2 separate regions of the Mus musculus genome follow, and region 1 is linked to region 2. Evidence: chromatin contacts called from public Hi-C data. All regions are on one chromosome and are shown on one strand. The core of a region is the stretch at or near the end of the contact, and the rest is flanking DNA. Distances in the headings are between cores, read along the strand shown.

Region 1 (6,398 bases), core at 376-2,875, 270 kb after region 2:
TCGTGTAGGACTAGAAAAATGCCTCAGTGGGTAAAGTGCCCATCACCCAAGTGTGAGGACCAGATTTCAATCCCCAATGCCCATGTGAGCCAGACATGATGGTAGCGCGTGTCTGAAATCCCAGCACTCTTATGAGGAGATGGGAAGCAGAGACCAGAGAATCCTTGGAAGCTGCTGGGCCAGTCAGGTGTCGTATAAAGCAACTGTCGTATAAAGACAAAATCCAAAGAGGAAAAGATGCAATGTCTGGATTCTCTCACGATAGAGCACATGTGAGCATGGCAGACATATACACAGATAAAAGGCAAAAAAAAAAAAAAAAAAAAAAAGGTATGCTCATGCACTTCCCACTGGAAGTCAGTTCCAAACTTTGATAATTCCTCACAAGCTATTCTTTCTGCAGCTCTCAATTTCCATACGAAGTGAGTAATCTCTGTGTAATAGACCAGTAACATTACAGATTTGGAAATAGACCTAAGGAGACTTTACCAAAACTCATGGACAGGCAAAGGAAGGGAAGATGCAGAGTGGGGGTTATACTAAGGTAGCTGCGTTTCATCAGTAATGTTTTAAAGGTCATTTAAAAATTCTAATACAGCCAGGCATGGTGGCACACGCCTTTAATCCCAGCACTCGGGAGGCAGAGGCAGACGGATTTCTGAGTTCGAGGCCAGCCTGGTCTACAAAGTGAGCTCCAGGACAGCCAGAGATATAAAGAGAAACCCTGTCTCGAAAAACCAAAAAAAAAAAAAAAAAAAAAATCTAATACACTCTTACAAGAAATTTCCACAGACACACATACTACCAATGTACCAATACTAGAGAGTCAGCATAAGTTACCAAGAGGATTTGTAGCTGTGTGGATCTTGATCTGATCTAATCTAGGTATTTCCAAATGTTACGGAAGTATGCGTGAGAGCATAAGAAACTCTATCTGGGGCTAGTGGATGGCTCACTGGGCAAGAGCACTGACTGCTCTTCTGAAGGTCCTGAGTTCAAATTCCAGCAATCACATGGTGGCTCACAACTACCCGTAATGAGATTTGACACCCTCTTCTAGTGTGTCTGAAGACAGCAACAGTGTACTTATTTATAATAATAAGTAAAAAAATTTTTTAAAGAAATTCTATCTGGAGAAAGGTATTTCAAGTATTGACTTATCAAAAAATTGCTTTGTGCTTCTCCTGTGAATTTTAGTCTGAGAGAGAGAAGGCAATAGGAGAGAATAGGATCAACAAATCATAGCCAGGATTGGGGTGCCTGAAATCTAGTCCTAGCACCTAAGAGGAGGTAGAGGCAGGAGGATAAAGCCATGGATTTGAGGCCAGCCTGGTCTACACTGTGAGTTCTAGGAAAGCCAGTGAGAGTCTGATTCAAACAAAACAGGAACTAACAACAAACGCCAAAATAAAAAAGAAAGAAGCCACAAAATAGAGGATAGAAGATAATAGTCATTAACTTATCCAGAGACAGAGTCTTTGAAGGCAAGCCCCACATATTCTGTAGAAAAACAAGGCCTTCCTACTGTTTATTATTGAGTACCGCACTTACAAACGGTCTATTTTGGTTTACTTCCTCTTTGGAATGATCCTGGCCTTGGGATCCAGTTGGCTTTCTTTTCTTTCTCCTCTGAGTATAGACGGTCATCTAGTGACAGCAGAGAGAACTGCAGCTACCCTCCAGCTATTGAGGAAGCTTGTTGGATCTGCAATGAAAGGAGTTAGGTTGGCATTATTCACCACAACAGAGACCACCTTGTTTGTTTGTTTGTTGTTTTGTTTTTCGAGACAGGGTTTCTCTGTATAGACCTGGCTGTCCTGGAACTCACTTTGTAGACCATGCTGGCCTCAAACTCAGAAATCCGCCTGCCTCTGCCTCCCGAGTGCTGGGATTAAAGGTGTGCGCCAACACGCCCGGCATCAGAGACTACCTTAATACTGCCATCTGTAAGCCTGTCTCCTAAGCACTCCTCCTACCAAAGGCCACTTTATAACATTGTCTTCTTGTGTCCCTCTTCCCTGAGAGAGTATCTTAAGATCAACTTAACAACAGGCTTTGTAACACTGTATTCTTGTGGGTCATTGATACTACCTCAAAAGCTAGATTTGGAATACCTTCTTCTTGTACATAGCCTCCAACAGAGACACCTCTTTTTTCTTCATTATTTTAAATTCCTTTTATAACTTTTTGAGAGCTTTGCACATGAGCATTGAGTCTCTATCCACTCCTTGCCTTTCCTCATCCGTCAAACTGCTCCAGTGTCTATCCCTCCCAATGCATGGCCTTGTCTTTATTATTTTTACATATACATATATAAATACATATGTGTATGCATCCTCTGAGGGCATTCAGCATTGCTTATATGTACAATTATCTCGAGTTGACCACTTGGGATTGCACATCCTATGCAGGGCTGGCTCTCCTGGAGGAAAGTCATTCTCTCTTTCAGCAACTATTGGTCATTGTAGCTCTTCTAGGCGTGGGTCCATATGGAACATCCTGTGTCCACATTGGCATGTCAGCTGATGTTGTCTTTAGCCAGTCTTCACACAATCATTAGTGGGTGCATTTGCCCTGTCATGCTTAGGGGATACTATCTAGTAACAAGTGTCCTGGACCATGAGTCTTATAGTCTTTCTGCCCCTTCTATGATTTTCCTTGAGCCTTGGGCGTAGGGCTTGTTTTGAATACGTGTCAGTTGGGGTTGGACACCCCACAGATCTGTAATCTCTGCGTTTTGACCAGGGTGGGTCTCTGTAATAGTCTCCATCTGTTACATAAGAAAGCTTCTTTGATGGGGTGTGAGAGCAACTCTTATCTTCAAGGTTCAAGGAAGAGTTTAGGATAAAGTTAGAAATTACATCGGTTTAGGAAAAAGGCAGGATTAGGGTCTCCACTCGGGTCTATGAGCTCTCTGGCCACGGGTAACCAGTTGGCTAGGATTACAGTACCAAAAGTGGATTTCTGCCCATTGAGAAACCCTGGATGTCCTGGAACAATCCAATTAGACAGCCATGGTTACAAGATAAAAGCGACTATTGACCATGCGAGCTATCTTGCTTTGTTATGCCTATGGTCCTTGGGTTTCACAGCTGGATAGGCCTATAGATTGCTCCTCTCACTGGGCAGCTTGTTTAGCACCTGCATGTGTCGGAGCTAGTCCTCTGCAGGAGGCGCCCATCTCAGTTCCAGTTCAATTTCTCCAAGTCTGTGTCTGAAGTGTGTGGTGTCTTCAGCAATAAGGTCTTGCCTTCAAGTTCTGGAAGTCAACCGAGGGCAGTGGCAATGATCCATATTGGTTTTTGGTTTTTGTGGGAGGTTGGTGGGCGTGTTGTTGGAATTCTTGTATTCTTCTGACAGTAAATCAAGGGGAGTTTCCCATACCTGGTACTGAGCCTTTTGCGGGGAGCATCATCACCTCGGGTACAGTAACTCCATTTAAATAAATAAATGTGTTTGCTCACTCACATAACATGCCTTCAGAAAGCTGAATCAGACTTTAGTGAGCATTTATTTTTTTTTTTTTTAGATTTATTTATTTATTATATGTAAGTACACTGTAGCTGTCTTCAGACACACCAGAAGAGGGCGTCAGATCTCGTTACGGATGGTTGTGAGCCACCATGTGGTTGCTGGGATTTGAACTCCGGACCTTTGGAAGAGCAGTCGGGTGCTCTTACCCACTGAGCCACCTCACCAGCCCCTAGTGAGCATTTATATATGCCCTGAATGTTAAATTGTGTATTTAACAAGAAAGACTTACAGAACATCTCAACTTTTAAAAATGTTACCTTAGGGCTCAAGAGATGACTCAGTGATTCAGAGTACAGTTTGTTCTTCCAGAGGATCCAGGTTCAATTCACAGCACCCACGTACAGCACCGCTGCATGGCAAGGTGTTTAATAGTATGTATGATTTATATTCAATGATAAAGGGTTTTTATAAGATTGATTGATTGATTGATTGATTATATGTAAGTACACTGTAGCTGTCTTCAGACGCACCACAAGAGGGCATCAGATCTCATTACAGATGGTTGTGAGCCACCATGTGGTTGCTGAGATTTGAACTCAGGACCTTTGGAAGAGCAGTCAGTGCTCTTACCCGCTGAGCCATACAATTAAAATGTAATTTAAAGTTTTAAATTAAAATGCAAATCTATTTTAAATGGCAGAAGGTATTGAAAGACCCCCGTTTCGGGGAGATCCTCGCTCAAGTCCCAGGATGAGCCGATGCCCCAATAACTTGAGAGAAATTGTTCTTGATGCAATATCGCATGAGGTTTATTTGGAAATCAGCATTCTGAGGCCGAGCTCGTAACCCGCACAGGGGCAGAGGGGATCGACCCCCCCAGCAGTTGCAGTTGAGGGTTTTTAAAGAATAAACTGCAAAGTGAGGGGAGGATAAGACCACAAAGAATGGGGAAGCTGAGTAAACATCGTAAAAATGGGGATGGTGAATTACAGCTCATCTCTCATGCTGAAGGCAAAAGAACAAAGAACTCCATGCTGGGCTTCGTTTCTAGGGGTCTAAGAAACACATTGAGTTGGGGTCTTACAGTATTAGGGAGCAATGACTTTAATTTTAACTTTGTATTAGTCAGGGCTCTTTAGAGTCACAGAACTTATGGAATGTCTCTCTTTTTGAGGGAATTTATTCTTTGTGAGTTTCATATTATGCACCCCAGGGCTGCTCATCTCCCTGTCCCCTCATATATGCTCTTTGCCCTTACAACCTCCCCCCAAAATAAAACACACACACACAAACGAACAAAAACAAAACATAGAAAATGTCTTACCATGGGAGCTGTAGTGTGTCACAGTGGGTCCCATAGTGTATCTCTCTATCCACACATTTTCACTTGCAAATGTTCATTGTAATGAGTTATCACCGGCTGGTTTGAGATCTTTGGCTTCTACAACATCATCACTATTGGATCCTCATAGGAACTCCTCTGGGTTGTCCTGTTGTTGCCCTGTGTCATGGAGATCCCGAAGCTTTGGAACAGCAGGACCGGCCCTTTCACACATCTCAACCATTCACAGATGATATAGATTTTGGGGTGGGCCAACTCAGAGGCCAAATCTGGGCCCGGGTGGTAGCTGAGCTATTCAGCCCACAGGCTCTCCTTTATGTGCATCACTAGGGTGAGCTCTCCAGCACTGCTCTGAGTTGCATCCAGTGCTGCTGTGCTGCCGCTGGGAGGAGGCAAGGTCAGCTCTCCTGCTCTCATGCCCTTGGATGACTCACTCGCACCCCTGCCTCCAGGATAGGCTCCACTTTGCTTCCCAGTCAAGGTTCCAGTACCACTACTCTCCCAAGGGCTGCAGCCTGTGAGGGGCTGGGCCAGCTCTGCTGCTCTCACACGCTCGGGGCTGGCTCACCCAGCCTTTGCCATCAGGGCCAGCTCTCCTCAATGCTACAGGCAGGGGCTGTAGTGGGGCAGGGCTAGTTCTCCCAGCTACTGCAGGTGCTGCAGAGGGTGAGAGGGAGAACACCATCCCTGCTCTCCCCTCAGGGGCTGGCCCTTCCACCAGGGTCACCTCTATTGTGTTTCCCTGATGAGGTGCAGGGCCCACTCTCCCTAGTGCTGCAGCTGATGAGGGACAAAGCCAGCTCACCCAGGGACAGTTCTTCTGACTGTCATAGGTGTGCATGTTGGGGCAGGGGGCGGGGGGAACATCACCCCCATCCCCATTGCCACCTCATAGCAGACCACTGGCAGAGCCAGCTCTCCTGTGCTCTCATCCCGGGAGGGGGGACTGGCTCACCCATGGCCACTTGACCAGGGCCAGCCCTACTATGCTGCTTAGATGAGGTGCAAGCCCCCTCACCCTCACCCCCACCCCCTGCCACCTGAGTGTTACAGCTCTGGAGAGACGGGGCCAGCTCACCTGCTCCCTCTCCCTCTCTCCCCTCCCTCTCCCCTCCCCCTCCCCCTTCTCCCTCTCCCTCTCCCCCTTCTCTTTCTCCCTCCCCTCCCCCTTCCCCTCCCCTCCCCCTCCCCCCTCCCTCTCCCTCTCTGGTTTTTCGAGATAGGGTTTCTCTGTGTAGCCCTGGCTGTCCTGGAACTCACTCTGTAGACCAACTCTCCTCCTGTTTTCCCCCTGGGGGCCAGCTCACCTGTGCTCCCCACAGCAGGGCCAGCTCTACTGTGCTTGACCAGAGGAGATGCAGGACCCAGAGTGCTGGTGACAGGGCCAGCTCATCCGCTGCAGGCTGGCCACATGGCATGGGTGGCTGGGTGACATCCTCCCTCTGTGCTGTGAGGAGCGGGAGCAATCACGTGTCCATGGCCCACCTACGCTGTGGGCTGGAGGCAGATGTGTGGGTGGCATGTCCATCTTCCTCCTTCCTGGCTGCAGCTGCCTGAATTTGATTTGATTTGAGTCCTAAGC
Region 2 (6,841 bases), core at 1,846-4,345:
CTAGGCCCTGTGCTACCACAAATGCTCGAACTTGGAAAGATACACACACACACACACACACACACACACACACACACACACACACACACACACACACACACACACTGCCATGAGTTGCCCAGACTATCCTTGAATTTGCAGCCCTCCTGCCTCACCGTCTCAAATATCTGAGGTTATGGACCTGCGTTTCCAGGCCTGGTCTAGCCCAGCTTTTGTTACTGGAGGTGGTGGTGGTTTGTTATGAGTTTTTGTTTTGTTTCATGGGGTGTTTATTTTGGCAACGAGGTTGTAACAATTATTATGACAGGATACTAAAAATCTAAACAAATACTTTATTTCTCTCTGTAATCACATTGAGCTTTTGTGTATCTTAAGTTGGATTTAGGAATTTATACATCTATGGTTATCATACATTCCTGATGAATTCCATCACTGTTTCTCTTATCTGGAAACAGTCTCTCCTTTGAGGCTGGCCTGCAGCTTTCCTTCATTACTGGCAGCCCATTCAATTTCATTCTGTCCTACTTTTCCATTTATCCTGACAGTCTGCCTCACTGACATGGTCCCTCTGTTCATGCCTAAACCGGCCGTAGCATATATGCTTAAGGAAAGCAAGGGGAAGTACTTTTTTCTCTACCTGCCTTTCCTGTCCTGTTTTCTGGCTCGCTCTGTTGCTACATGATGCAGGTGTCTGCCTGACTCCTTGCTGGGCTCTAGAGAATCGCCCTAGCTTTTCTGGTAGTCCACATTTGTGAGGAACAAGTTCTTCACTTTTCTTATCTAGAAATACTTTTATTTTTACTCCTGTTTTTCATTTGCTTGCTTATTTGTTTGGGTGGGAGCATGTGGTCGTCTGCCACAGCTTGTGGGAGTCATTCTCTCTGTCAGACTAAGTTATGAACTGATGCCCTTGTTCCTAAGTAATGTTTTCATAAGATTCGTGCTTCTGAGTTGACAGGGTTTTTGTTGTTGTGTTTGTTTGTTTTGTCTTTTGTCCCCCTTGGTAGCTCTGGCTAGCCTGGAACGCTTTTATATAGACCAGGCCAGCATCAGAGTCACAGAAGCCTTTGGGGCGCTGGAATTAAATGTGCAGGGCCATGCCCAGCTGTCTTCTATTGATTCTGACATGGAAATCCCCACCAGTTGGTCCTGTTGTTAATTTACTGTATGTCTTATGTCCTTCTTTCCTGGCTTGAGATTTTCTCTTTAGTAGCAGTCTATGATGTGACTACCATTATTTTTCTATTTTTTCTAATTGGGATTACTGGACTCTGCATCTGTAAATCTATGTCTTTTATCAAATTTGGGGAGTTTGGGGCTATGATTTCTTCAAATATTTTTATTCTGTTTCATTCTCTTACTGGCACTCTGGCTATTCTTGTGACAGGCCTTTGGTTTGTCAGGAAATCCACCTGAGGCTGTTTCTGTTGCTGTCTAAGCCTCTCTTGTCATAGTTTTTGTTGCTCTTTAGGTTGTAAATGTTGTCTCCAGTTTTCAGGTTATTTTTCAGAAACATTTTAACTCTAGAATTTCTGTTTAGCTATTTTATAGTATCTGCTTTTTTACAGAAGTGTCCTTTATGTTTAGTCATTACAAACCATGTTTCACATAGCCATGGCCAGAGTTGGTTAGCTGCTGTGATTGCTGTTTTAAATCTGTCATTCAGGTTTATCTCAGCCAGTTTGCACTGCTTGCCCTTTCTCTCTGGATGTCTTATTTTCTTGCTGTGTTGGTTAGTTTCGGACATGGTGGGTTTTATTCCCTTCAAGAGTGTTAGGGTATTTTGTTCTAGAATGGTGGTGAACTTGGCTGGGTTGGATTTTATACACTGTCTTGCCTGTGGTAGTCAGCATCTGGAATGTCTTTTAAAGTTAGCTGTTTCCTCAGTGTTTGCTCTGTTCTTACTTAGTTTGGGTGTTGGCTATAGACTGGGACAACTTTATGCAAAGAGGGCTGAAACTTTGGCGCTCTGTATTAGTTTTAGCTGCCTCTTCAGCACATGAAGTCCTGGTGTTAGGAATAAAACCATCAAAATTAGAGAGTTTGACAGATGTCCTTCCCCTTCCCAGTTCTTCACCCTGCCTGCTCCTTATCTTTGTGGCAGTCCAGAGCTGTGGCTGTCTGGGGAGGTATATGTCCTTCATATACAAGTATGGACAATAGACAGTATAAGCATGCCAGAGTTTTAGTTCGTTCTTTCCTAACTGACTGGAGTAAATTATTTGTTACCCTTTTCTCTCTCGGCTCTACCTTCTCTCTTCCTTCCCTCACCACCCCATCTCTGTCTCTGTCTCCATCTCCCCTGATCCTCTTAAGTTCAGAACCAGCAGTCATTACTGTATTCACTAATGACTGGGTGAGCAATGTCTTAGGATAGCTGCAAACTGTACTCACCATAGCTTGTTTAACATTTAGCAAAATAGAAGATAATCACGTCTTGACTTTGATAATAATTCTCCAGTTGATGTGGTTAATACCTTTCTTGAATACTTGTTTTAACATTTTGATCTAAATCATCTACACAGTGAGATACTGGGAGAAGTCCTCTTCCAGAGTGAATCAAGAGTTTGTTTAAAAAGTGAAATTGTAGCAGAATTGATAATTACTTGAAATTAGTGAAAAAGCAAGAACAACATTAATAAAAAGAGCATAACATTTATTTTTCAAGGTGTTTGTCCAGTTTAAAGTACACAGACAGCCCCTGAGGGCAGATGCATGTGGTTTGTATGGGAACTCTAGCAGAATTCTCCCAAGCCAAGATGCTAAGTATGAAACATGAACGCCCTTAGCTATACTCCATCACATTAATAGGAAGCTTCTTTCAACTAGATACGAAGAGGCTGAAGTTCGGAAACAACTTGAAGAAAAGGACAGACGGGAGGAAGAGCAGCTGCAGCAACAGAAAAGGCAGGAGATGGGGAGAGAGGACAGCGGTGCGGCAGCCAAACGCTCTGTGGAAAATTTACTGGATTCCAAAACCAAAACCCAAAGGGTATTGCAAGTTTATTGTGTAAACGCTGGTCCTGTTTGCCAGGTGACCTATCTGGAGGAGGTGCACTGCCACTGTAAAGTTCTTTTGAGGCAATAGGGATACCATTGGTTGGAATTAGAATCAAAGGTCCTGACTGCAGGTTTTCCTGTGAGCTTCCACAGCAGCACTGTCCTGGTCACTGGTTACAATGTTAGCAGTCACTACAGTGGAAGGAGGGTGGCCTGAGAGGAACCATTGGATTGTCATCTATCTATCTAGTTCTGGGCCTGTGTGAGTTTTGCTTAACAACTCTTGGACTCAGGTTTGCCAAATGAAGATCTTTTTTTTTTTTTTTTTTGGTTTCTTGAGACAGGGTTTCTCTGTATAGCCCTGGCTGTCCTGGAACTCACTCTGTAGATCAGGCTGGCCTCGAACTCAGAAATCCGCCTGCCTCTGCCTCCCGAGTGCTGGGATTAAAGGCGTGAGCCACCATGCCCGGCCCAAATGAAGGTCTTAAAACGAGGTCTAAGGTGTCTTTTTCCTACTGATAAATCTCCATTAAGAGAAGGACCAGGGCCAGGCATGGTGGTAAGGTGAGTGCCTTTAATCCCAGCAGAGGCAGGTAGAGCTCAGAGTTCATTCAAGTGAGTTCCAGGCCAGCCAGGGCCACACAGGGAAACCCTGCCCAAAAAACAAAAATAAAATAAAGAGCAAAGGACTTGGTTTGCTGCTTTATTTGGTCCCAAACAGTTTTGGTTACTGGAGTCTTAGGCACACACGCCATCTATTCCTTTCTTCCTCTATTCCAGTTTTCCCTTTGTCTGTCCTGTTCAGCGTTTTATTCAATCTTCTTAGCATGTGTACAAGATGTCTTTATCAAAAGCCACCAGTGACACAATCTCTGCCAGCTGTCACTGTGCCCCTTCCTTACTTTCTCAGAATTACTCTCCTGAAGATGTAAGTGGTTTTCAGTTGTTGAACTCCTTGGAGGCTGTGCTTTGCTCCCTCTGATCCCTGTGTTTCTTAGGGGTACGTAGTGTTCCCCTGTTGCTAGTGTGGATTGCTGGTATTTGGGAGAGGTCTCACTGGGTTAAGCAGTCTGATCTCCCATTGTTGGAATTCACAGGGAGACAAACCACTAACCTTCTCAACAGGTCAAGTGGCTGCCGTAAGCAATAACCGGACTTAAAGGGGAATCTTTCATTTTGTTGCCTTTTCTTTTGTTTGTTTTTTAAGATAATTTATTTTTATTCTTTGGGCATTGGTGTTTTCCCTCCATGTATGTCTGAGTGCGGGAGTCAGATCTTGGAGTTACAGACAGTTGTGAGCTGCCATGTGGGTGCTGGTGTTAAGAGTCAGCAGTCAATGCTCTTAACTGCTGAGTCAGCTCTCAAGCCCCTTATTGCCTTTTTAGAAGTGAGTAGTCACTTTTTTTCTCTAATTTGAGACAGAGTCTCTTGTAGCCCAGGCTCACTTAAGTCGTTAAGGCTGGCCTTGAATTTCTGCTTTTTGCCTTTGCCCCAATTTCTAAGATTATAGGCCCTTGTAATCTTGCCAAGCTAATGGCATGCTAGGGTAAGCAAATGACCAGCTGTGCTACATCTCCCACCCTGTTACTGTGACGTTAACATTTGCCCACTTTGTCTCCTACACTGTTTCTCTCGCTCTCACTCTCGCTCTCGGCTTGAGTATTTGTACTATTTGAGTAGCTGCTCTGCTACTTTACTGCTAACTGCTTTGCTGCACAGTTCTCATAACTGTAGTCCTCGCCACCCTGTAAACTTAATAGTAACTCCTTAGTATCCCCGGGTGCTCAGTCTGTATTCGGATTTTGCTGTTGCCTGCATGTTAATTTCACAAGTTAATTTGTCCACAAGTTAATTTCACAAGTTAATTTGTTCACAAGTTAATTTGTTGAATCATGATGCAAAACAGTGAACTGTCTTCTGATTGTTATATCTCTTAAGGCGCTAAAATAATTTCCCTTTAAGATTCTCTTCCTCTGAAACTTCGTCATACCATGTACTTGACTGAATAAAGAAAGTGAACCACACTTTCCCCCAGCCTGTAGGCTTTCCTTTATTTCCTGCAGTGTCAGGGCAGTGCTGTTTAGTTTCATGATGAGAATTCTCTGCGGATGATACCCTGTGTTTCATATTGTGTCATGCTAGGAGCCAGACGATATATATAACTTGGGCAAATGTGTACCTACAAGTGTGTTACTAACTTTGACCCATAGGTTCAAGCGGGTCCTCAGTTTTCCCATCTATAAAATGAGCTAGCATCTTACAAGGTTATGTCATGTTGCCTCGGAAAATGTAAACTGTATAAGTAGTAGAAGTAGTATGTTGTTATTACTTGATTTTCCTTTAATTTTATGGTAGAAAACACTGACTAGAATACTAGAATTGCTGTTTCATTTTAAGAAACACTTCCTAATTAAGTACTCAAATGATATCTGGCACTTGTTTAAGAAAATTGGAGCCTGAACAGCGATTCTGATACACTTGTGGTTATTTTAGCTGATGCCTAGTAAAGCCAGTCCTGTGTCTAAACTCTTGAGGGCAGAGGGTGTTACCAGGCTGAGTACTTCATGCACTCAAGGCAAGTGCTCTGCTCCTGAGCTGTATCTTTTTTTAAATGTGTATTTTTTATAAAATGCCATTACTTGGCACACTATTTCTTAGCTTTCGATTGCAATGGAGTATTAAGTTTGAGTCTCTTTTGTGAAGTTGAAACGCTTTTCTTCTGTGAACTAGATTAACGGCGAGAAGAGTGAAGGAGCTGCAGCTGCAGAGAGAGGTATGTGAGAAAGGACGTTCCGCTGAGTCTCTCCACTGGAATAGACTTCAGTTTGATACAGGGAGAGTCTTCCTGTACTCTGTAAGTTCTGTATTGGTTTACTGAGGGGAGAGTTTATGCACCATTTTAGTCTGGTATGATTAAATGTGGCAGTGTGCAGCTTACTTGTTTTGTTTTCTAGGTACAGTAGTTAACCATAGTGTAGTATTTGAGAGATGACCACTCAGCAGCTGCTCTTCAGTATACTGAGTATGATACTTACCACTCTACCTCAGCTTCCCCATCTGTAAAGAGGGTTTCTTTTGGCTCACGGTTCCAGGGTACAGTTGATCACAGCAGGGAAGTAAGTAAGGAGCTTGAGGCAGCTGGGCAGCTGCAGTGCAGTCAGGAGGCAGAGGAAGGTGAGTGCTAGCACTCTGGTCATCGCTCCTCTTCACCCAGACAGTACCTCAGCCGTGGAGCCATGCCACCTCAGCCAGCTAATAGAAATGAGACAGTTCCTCACAGACGTGCCTAGAAGGTGTCTCTACGGTGATTTTAGATACTGTGAAGTTGACAGCATTAACTGTCAAAGGAGTTAGTAAGGAAACAGTTCATAGTGAATTCAGCTGCACATATTAAACTTTGAGAATCCATAGTAAATTTAAGGGCTGTTAGCTGTTATTTGTGATTCTAGTTTGTAAGAGTTAATTATTTAGTGGATGCCCTTATGCCCCGAAGAAGAAATCTTAACCTGTAATTTGCATGTATCCATACCTGGTATTGTGAGATCTAGTGACAAGTTTATGACCTACCAATAAGATAGGTAGTTGACTTCATCTATTAGAGAAATTTTTTCTTTTTCAGAAAAACTATAAATTAAACATAATTATATGTAGCACCAAAGTAATTGTGTACTGATCATACAGTAATTTTAAAAATAAACTACGTGTAGTGTAAGGTACTTTCCTCGAAGCTGTTGGTGATCTTAAGGTTAGTTTTCATCATCCTTGTAGTTCATCCTGCGTAGGTATTACCCCATTCTCCGTGGTAGAAGGTGCTTCTGGCAAGCCGTGTCTGTATCTAAAG

What was found. Hi-C and Micro-C count contacts between places; a contact is called where the count stands out from the background.
Region 1: a Hi-C map of liver shows a contact between it and region 2, with 2.0 times the contacts expected there. The contact joins two enhancer-like sites. A contact is called at or near these places in 4 of 39 promoter capture datasets (embryonic stem cells, erythroid cells and macrophages), 3 of 15 datasets of contacts at CTCF or cohesin (the NIH/3T3 cell line, pro-B cells and stem cell-derived epiblast-like cells), 8 of 484 Hi-C or Micro-C datasets (3T3-L1-derived adipocytes, the HPC-7 cell line, Th1 cells and 4 more), 9 of 115 datasets of contacts at active chromatin or transcription factors (the 230-238 cell line, astrocytes, bone marrow-derived macrophages and 4 more) and 3 of 9 other capture datasets (adipose tissue, embryonic stem cells and macrophages).

The regions. Positions count from the first base shown.
Region 1 is chr2:126,995,341-127,001,738 of GRCm38.p6, forward strand. No RefSeq gene overlaps it. Among named protein-coding and RNA genes, the nearest start is that of Ap4e1, 10 kb to the right of the region's middle. Within about 2 kb of position 1,626, at least 113 of the 459 cell types and tissues checked have an H3K27ac peak or open chromatin away from gene starts, as enhancers often do. A contact at or near this core is called in liver, where this site is marked.
Region 2 is chr2:126,726,331-126,733,171 of GRCm38.p6, forward strand. Usp8 (ubiquitin specific peptidase 8) reads left to right here. Exons shown (of 19, transcript NM_019729.3): 5 at 2,830-2,992; 6 at 5,731-5,773. Among named protein-coding and RNA genes, the nearest start is that of Usp8, 22 kb to the left of the region's middle. Within about 2 kb of position 3,096, at least 6 of the 459 cell types and tissues checked have an H3K27ac peak or open chromatin away from gene starts, as enhancers often do. A contact at or near this core is called in liver, where this site is marked.